Linked DNA regions of Rattus norvegicus: region 2 is linked to region 1. The links are chromatin contacts, called in public Hi-C maps. All regions are on one chromosome and are shown on one strand. Each heading gives the region's core, a stretch centred on a gene start, on an enhancer-like site or on the middle of the called end of the contact. The rest is flanking DNA. Distances are from core to core; before and after follow the strand shown. Region 1 holds the start of Pou3f3 (POU class 3 homeobox 3). Region 2 has its middle 81 kb from the start of Mrps9.

The links. Hi-C and Micro-C count contacts between places; a contact is called where the count stands out from the background.
Region 2: a contact with region 1 is called in a Hi-C map of liver, with 3 times the contacts expected there. The contact joins the enhancer-like site here to the promoter of Pou3f3 in region 1. A contact is called at or near these places in 4 of 12 Hi-C or Micro-C datasets (the A7r5 cell line, hepatocytes, kidney and 1 more).

What each region holds. Positions count from the first base shown.
Region 1 is chr9:52,436,303-52,439,851 of GRCr8, reverse strand. Pou3f3 (POU class 3 homeobox 3) reads right to left here and starts at 1,826. Exons shown (of 1, transcript NM_138837.2): 1 at 1-1,826. The coding sequence starts at 1,760. The coding sequence ends at 267.
Region 2 is chr9:52,523,159-52,526,707 of GRCr8, reverse strand. No RefSeq gene overlaps it. Among named protein-coding and RNA genes, the nearest start is that of Mrps9, 81 kb to the left of the region's middle. Within about 2 kb of position 1,752, at least 2 of the 93 cell types and tissues checked have an H3K27ac peak or open chromatin away from gene starts, as enhancers often do. A contact at or near this core is called in kidney and liver, where this site is marked.

The sequences.
Region 1 (3,549 bases), core at 577-3,076:
AGCTGTTCTCCCCCCTCCTAGGGCCATGGCTCGCCTGTCTTTGGGCGGAGGGGAGGAGGCCTGGTCACCCTGGCACTGGCCAGGTGTTGGGTCTGCGCGGCGGCAGCGGCGGCGGCGGCGGCGGCGGCGGCGGCGGCAGCAGCGGCAGCAGCGGCGGCGGTGGTTCTCGGCGGCCGCTCAGAGACGGCAGCGGCGGTGACCGTGGCGGTGCTGACAGCGGCTGCGGAGGTGGTGGCGGCGGCCCACTTCGCGCTGCGCCCCGGCATTCACTGCACGCTGGTCTGCAGCCCGTGGTGCGGTGGCGGTGTGTCAGCGCTCACGGTCCCCACCTGCGAGTAGACATCGTCCGGCGTCTGCTGCTGGATGCCAGGGGGCGTCATGCGTTTTTCCTTTTGGCGTCGGTTGCAGAACCAGACCCGCACGACCTCCTTTTCCAGCTGCAGGCTGTCGGCCAAGTTGGTGATCTCCTGCGCCGAGGGTTTAGGGCACTTGAGGAAGTGGCTCTCCAGCGCGCCTTTGACGCTAACCTCGATGGAGGTCCGCTTCTTGCGCTTGCGGCCCTGTGCTGCGATCTTGTCAATGCTGGTGGGGCTGCCGGTGCTCGAGTCGGCCTCCTCCAGCCACTTGTTCAGCAGCGGCTTGAGCTTGCACATGTTCTTGAAACTGAGCTGCAGGGCCTCGAAGCGGCAGATGGTGGTCTGCGAGAACACATTGCCATACAGAGTGCCCAGAGCCAGCCCCACGTCCGCCTGGGTGAAGCCCAGCTTGATGCGCCGCTGCTTGAACTGCTTAGCGAACTGCTCCAGGTCGTCAGACGTCGGCGTGTCCTCGTCCGAGTGCGGGTCGTGGCTGTTGAGTCCTGGCCCCGCTCCGCCGCCACCGTGATGTGGGGGTCCCTGCGCGTGGTGCGGGTGCGGCGGGTGCGGGTGCGCGTGGTGGTGATGGTGGTGATGATGCTCCGCCAGCTCGGGCGTGTCCCCGCGCACTAACCCCGGGTGAACCAGGCTTTGGGCTCCACCGCCCGCTCCGCCGCCGCCACCGCCTGGCCCCGGGGGCGCGCTCAGCATGCCGTTCACCGTGAAGCCTCCGGGCTGCGAGTACAGCAGACTCTGCGGCGGCGGCTGCTGGCCGCCCGCCATGGACGGGAGGTGAGCGGCGGCAGCGGCGGCGGCGGCGGCAGCGGCAGCGGCGGCTGCGGCCCCCCAGCCTCCAGGGTGTCCCTGGTGAGGGGGCGGTGGCGGGGGCCCGAGGTGCGGCGGTCCGCGGTGGTGCAGCGCTGTGCCGGCGTGCAGGTCTTCGCGTCCAGCGCCTCCCTTCACGTCGGGGCCCTGCGGCGGCGGCGGCGGCGGCTGTGGTGGCTGCTGGGGGCTGCCGGCCATGCCCACCGCGCTGCCCGACCACGGAGAGCTGGCTTCCACGGCGGCGGCGGCAGCAGCGGCGGCAGCGGCGGCAGCGTGGGGCAGGGCGGTGACCCACTGGTGCGCGTGGCTCAGCATATGGCCGCCGTTGCTGGCGGCCATGGCCCCCTGCATGAAGTCACTCTGGACCATCTTGACGGAGGACGGATCCCCCCGGTAGGCGCCCGAGGTCACGGCGGCGCTTCCCGGCTGCATGCCGCCGCCGCCGCCCCCCGCCCCGCCGCCGCCACCGCCGCCGCCCCCTCCGCCGCCGCCCGCCCCGGCCGCGTCCGAGTGCACAATGGATCCGGCCGCGAGCAGGCTGTTCCCCGGCAGGTAGGGGTTAGAAGCCGCCGTGGCCATGCCGCTCCGCTCCCGCCACCCCACCGCCGCCACCACCGCCGCCGCCGCAGCAGCAGCCGCGGCCGCCGCCGCCGCCGCCGCCGCGCCCCCCCGCCTCCCGCCTCCTCCCCCCGCTCCTCCTCCCCCGCCCCGGGTCCCCGCCGGCCCCGCCGCCTTCTCCGCCGCCTCCTCCTCCGCCGCCTCCGCCCCCGCCGCCGCCGCCGCCGCGGCCCGGGGCTGCAGCTGCAAGGCCGCTTGGCAAGGCGCGGGGGTCGCTGACTGGCCTCGGTCAGCAGCAGCAGCCGCCGCAGCAGGAGCAGTGCCCTGGGGAGGGGGGATCGCTTCTCCGGGCGAGCTCCGTGGCCAGCCCCTTCAGGGGGGGTCGTGGTCTCCCCCCTGGCCGGGAGCAATCGGCTGACTCCAGCGAGGCTCGCCCACTGGGGCGGGGACCCGTACTTCGGGCGCTCTCTCCGGGAGCAGGGGCTCCGCTGCTGCTCCTGTCCTCGGGCGGGTGCGGACTCTGCCCGGGCACAGGGCTCTGTCCACCTGCTAAGCGAAGGTTTTACCGGAGACAACAAAGGACGAAGCGGTTCCTTTCTTCCTTGGCCAAATTGTGGGTGGCCAGAAATCCGGCCTTTCCTTGTTGGTCCGCTGTCTTCCCCGTTCTTCAGCAACACATCTTACTGTTTCTCCTTACTATAGTAAAACTTTTCCGGTTCTTACAGGCGTGGTGATGCTGGCGGCTCGCGTCTGCGAAGTGGGGAGGCTGGCTCCTGCTCTCCCCCTCTGGTTCTCTCCTTTCAAGTTTTGTTTTGTCCTAGGAAAACTTCTTGCGATGGTGCATTTCTCTGAAGTTGTTATTGCAGGAGCTCTCGGATGTTTCTGAAACAAGCGTCCCTTTTCATTTTCCTCGCAACACTCACAGTCTGGTGCGACATCTTTCCTTTTGGGTAGAAATTAGGAAACAAATATAACAAGGCAAAAATTGAACAGGAAAAAAATGTCGAATTGTTCTTTTACCTTGCTGCTGAAGGTTGGGGTTGATGTTTTATTTTTTCCCCGGCAGTTGTCTGGAGAAGGAGGAGGAAGAAGAGTGCATTGGTGGAGGTGGAGATGTGTATGTGCGTACAGGGGATCCTTGATACACAACCAACTCCTGTGGGCACGTTGTACCGCTCCTAGAGTACCCGACGGCGGGCGCGGGAGCAGGAGTGCCGGGGCAGAGTTGCAGCGGGAGCTAGCTCTGCGCCCAGGTTCTCTCTCTCTCTCTCTCTCTCTCTCTCTCTCTCTCTCTCTCTCTCTCTCTCTCTCTCTCTCTCTCTCGAGCGCCCGCTCCCGCTAGGATCTGACAGTTCGCTCTCTGTCCCTCCCTCTCAGAGCAGGGACTGTCGAATGTTTACCCTCCGCCGCAAGCGCGCACCCACCACCACACTTTCCCAAATACAAGGAAGTCGAGCACCAGGGCCCCTGCTGATTGGTTACCCGCTGAGTGATTGGCAGGCCTGGAATGACTGGCTTAGGACGCCTGGCCCCCCTTCCGGCCGTTCCGATTGGTTGCTTTTTAATTTAGGCAGAGCGTCGTAGAAGCTGGAAATCTGTCGTCCCCCCCCCCCCAGCCTCCCTCCTCCGCGCCACTTTCCCCTCCACGCCCCTCCCCCGCCGCCCCCTCCGTTGCCCCCCCCCCGCTCCACCCCATCGCCACATCTTAACTCTTAGTGTCCGGCCCAAACGTCTGCGTTCCCTTGGCGGCTCCCTGCGTTCGCGATTGGTCTGGGGGGTTGGGGGAGAAATGGAAGAGAAAAGGAGGGGG
Region 2 (3,549 bases), core at 503-3,002, 87 kb before region 1:
GCCTTGAGCTTCCTTTAGGGGTTTCACCTATTTAACTTTAAAGGCCCTGACTTAAGATATCTAGCCTACACAGAGAGTTTCCCATCAGCACTAATGTGGGTTAGATTTATGCTTATTGAGTGCAGAGCCAAGATTTCAAACTTCTCTGTATCAGTCACAGCAGCCAGACCAGAATGGAGTCCAGGATTATGAGTTCAATCGTCATCCAACCAGTGAGCAGGCCTGGCAGGAGCTCTCCCTTCCCAGGGCTCTCCTGGCATGCAGCTTGGGAACACTGTGGGGGAAAGACTGCAATTTCCAGCAGACACTTCTCCCCGGAAGATGGATGGCAATGTGGAATGGTACTAACAGCCATGGCAAGAGGAGCTTCCTGTGTGCGTCTGACAGGACACACGCTGGGTTCACTCCATTGACACTCGTTCTTTCACTAAATCCTTATGGACCCCTATAAGGAGTGTGCTAAGTGTCCTATATACTGTCTCGAAGAAGGAAGGGCTGCTTTGGGAATCTCAGGAACATGAGTCTCAGAAATGCTGAATGGGCAGGAAAACCTGCCTTTCCCCAGCCCCTAATATTAACTGTAACTATAAGCATATATATTATATATTTATAAATAAATATAATAAAATATATACTTATAGTTACAGTTAATATAATGTATATATGCACTTAATATACCTTCTATAACTGTAAACATAAGCCAAAGCAAAGAGTTTGAAAGCTCTATTTTCTTATAAACAGTATTTATTCTAAAGAAAGGGGCTAGGAGATGCTGTCCCTGTCTTCTAGGTTGCTGTGATCAGTCTGGGTTGAGGATGGTCTTTTTTCTATGACTGTCCAAGAAGCTAAGGAGTATTTGACAGAGGGTTATACTTGCCTAACTGACTGGCTTCAGGCATATCCAAACAGCCTACAGGGGTGTCCCTCTAAGATCTGTCTGCAAGCGCCACACATTGGCACTGAGAGCTGTGCAAAAACATCCTGGAAAAGTTATGCTAGCAGACCCTATCTTAGCTCCCTAGTTTTACGCTCCTGCTTCCCCTAAAGCAGCACGATGGCAGATAGCAGTAATAACCTTATAAACGATGGACGCTTTTCTCTTAAACCAAGTCACTGATATTTAATCCCACTAGCTAGGTTAAAAACAGGTTCAGAGTCTGCCTCTCCATGGAGGTGACTGGCATGTCTTTCTCCGTTCAAAATTAGAGAAAATGTCCCAGCTTAGAAGCAAACCTACTTCTCCAGGCTTATTGGAACACAGAACACATCCCCTTGACAGACACAACAGGGATTAATGAGCCATGACCAGAAGTTTGATTTTTCTGTCAAGTGCTCCCATCCGTTTTTAATAAACAGAAGAACAACATCAACTTCACTGCCTGCTCTCCATCGCGGAAGTGGGGCTGCCTGCCCCTGGTAGCCTGTGTGGAGAGCAGAGTTAGGACGGTAAATGATGGACAAATGCACTCATGAGCCCCTTCAGTCTGTTTCTCCCGTGGCTGGCTCCCCCCTCTCCAAGTTCCATTTCTCTGCCTCTATTCAATGTGGGCGGCCCAGAGCTTTGCCAAGGGAAATCGTCAAGTGCGATATCACATTTACAGCTAAACGGCTTCAATTTCGTGCCACTGGGGCACTATCTGTGGTGTAAAGCTGTCAAAATACCCACTGTTTTCCCGTTAAGCCACGCTGGGTGCTCTTTCACAGAAGCCCGATTCCTGGGAGGACAAGAAGTTGAGCCAAAGTACAGCTACCCACAACGGCAGATCATAGGAAGCAGGTAGGGCAAAGAGCAACACCTAGCAACGTGGTCCTCCTCCTCCAAGCCCGTGAGGCCGCATTTTAATCTCAGTTAATCTGTTGCCAGCAGGCTTTGCTCTGTTCACATTCACTGAAAAAAAAAAATCTCATTGCTCACAAAAGTCATGGTTTCTATTGTAGAAACAATTGTGTGGTATTTCTCTTTGCTTTTTCTTCCTTCTTTTCCTTCCTTCCTTCCTTCCTTCCTTCCTTCCTTCCTTCCTTCCTTCCTTCCTTCCTTCCTCTCATTCTTTTTTTTATTTTTGGTCTTGCAAAGGAAGTTGGAATTTTTCAGGGAGACTTCCTTATTCCCCGAGAGCCTTGCTAAGAATGGCTGCCTTAAGCCATACTGACCACAGGATGTCCCCAGCGTTCCATGGAAATTCCATGGAAAGGGCATTTACCTGGTAATGCAAAAGTTGTTTCTTAAGGAAGAAAGGTCAGAGCATAGAGATATGGTCACATCTCCCGTTTCATACCAAACTGGCTTTGCAGAGGCTGCCTCAGCACCACCGTTGAACATCACAGCATCATGAGTTGAGGTTGTCCTTGAAGTAGAATGTGCCATCTACAAGTAAAGCCACTAAACTTAACAGCCCAGAGCTGATATTTAATCGCCCCTGAAGAGAAGTCACCCTGAGGCAGAGTTAATAACCAATACCAGATCTTTTTTTTCTTTCACTTTAATTTTCTTTAAAAGCTTCATGCTCAAGCAATGTGGTGACCAATATCTGATGAAATTATATGCTGTTCAAGATATTCCTTGAGCTGACACATTTATTAAATCCCAAAATGAGAATCTACAAGAACTTAACAGAGGAACACTGGAAAGGAACATGAACAAGAATGTAAAGTTATTGTTGAGTTAAAATAAAAATCTTTAAAACCTTAAACTGGACGTTGAAAAATTAATCCATTCCTCTATTGCACAGCTGCAGGGGTGAAACAATAAAGCCATAAGAAGACTTCCAGGCTGTCATGAACAATATGTTAAAGGGAAGATTCCTAAGGAAGAGGGCACATCCATCAGCCCTTTTGGAGGCTGGGGATAGAACTCATAGAGTTTATGAAATATCCATGTTCTCTTATTTAAGAGGTAGATCACACATTTCAGTAGCTTGTCAGTTTTCCTCCCTGGCTTGGATGAGCCCCAATTTAAACAGACCTCAACTAGTTCTGTTATCAAAGCTTCCTGAGGTGAGCTTCCAAGTAGATTATGATAAAACTCCTTTTCGCTAACTTAGCCTAGGAGAGTCTGGTTCCACCAGGGGCCTGTCAGAGAACACGGTGGCTTGCTTTAGGGAAAGATACAAAGGGTCTAGGTGGTGACTGCGTTCCAATTCCTTCATTTATATACCCAGCTGTACAAAGCTGAGCAGCTGTCTTTCCTAAATACTAATGAAAGCCATGTTTTTCTTGACTCAGTAGCCTTCGTGGTCTTACTCTCACCCACCCTGTGTCCCTAACTTGAGTTTGAAACCTCAGGATGTGACTGTATTTGGGGAAGAGCCTTTAAGGAGGCCTATTACACTTAGACAGAGGTCACCAGTGTGAGGCCACATCCACTGTGATGGGTTTCCATTAAGAAGAGGAGGTGGAAACATCACCTTTCACAGAAAGGTGGGAATTGGGAGCTAGGAAGTTGTGGGAGAAGACAGCATGTACCAGCCAAGGCAAGGCCTCAGGTGAAACTAATCCTGAGCCTCGGTGTGTCTGTGAGGCTATCATGCCAGTTATAGACAATGGCAGAAT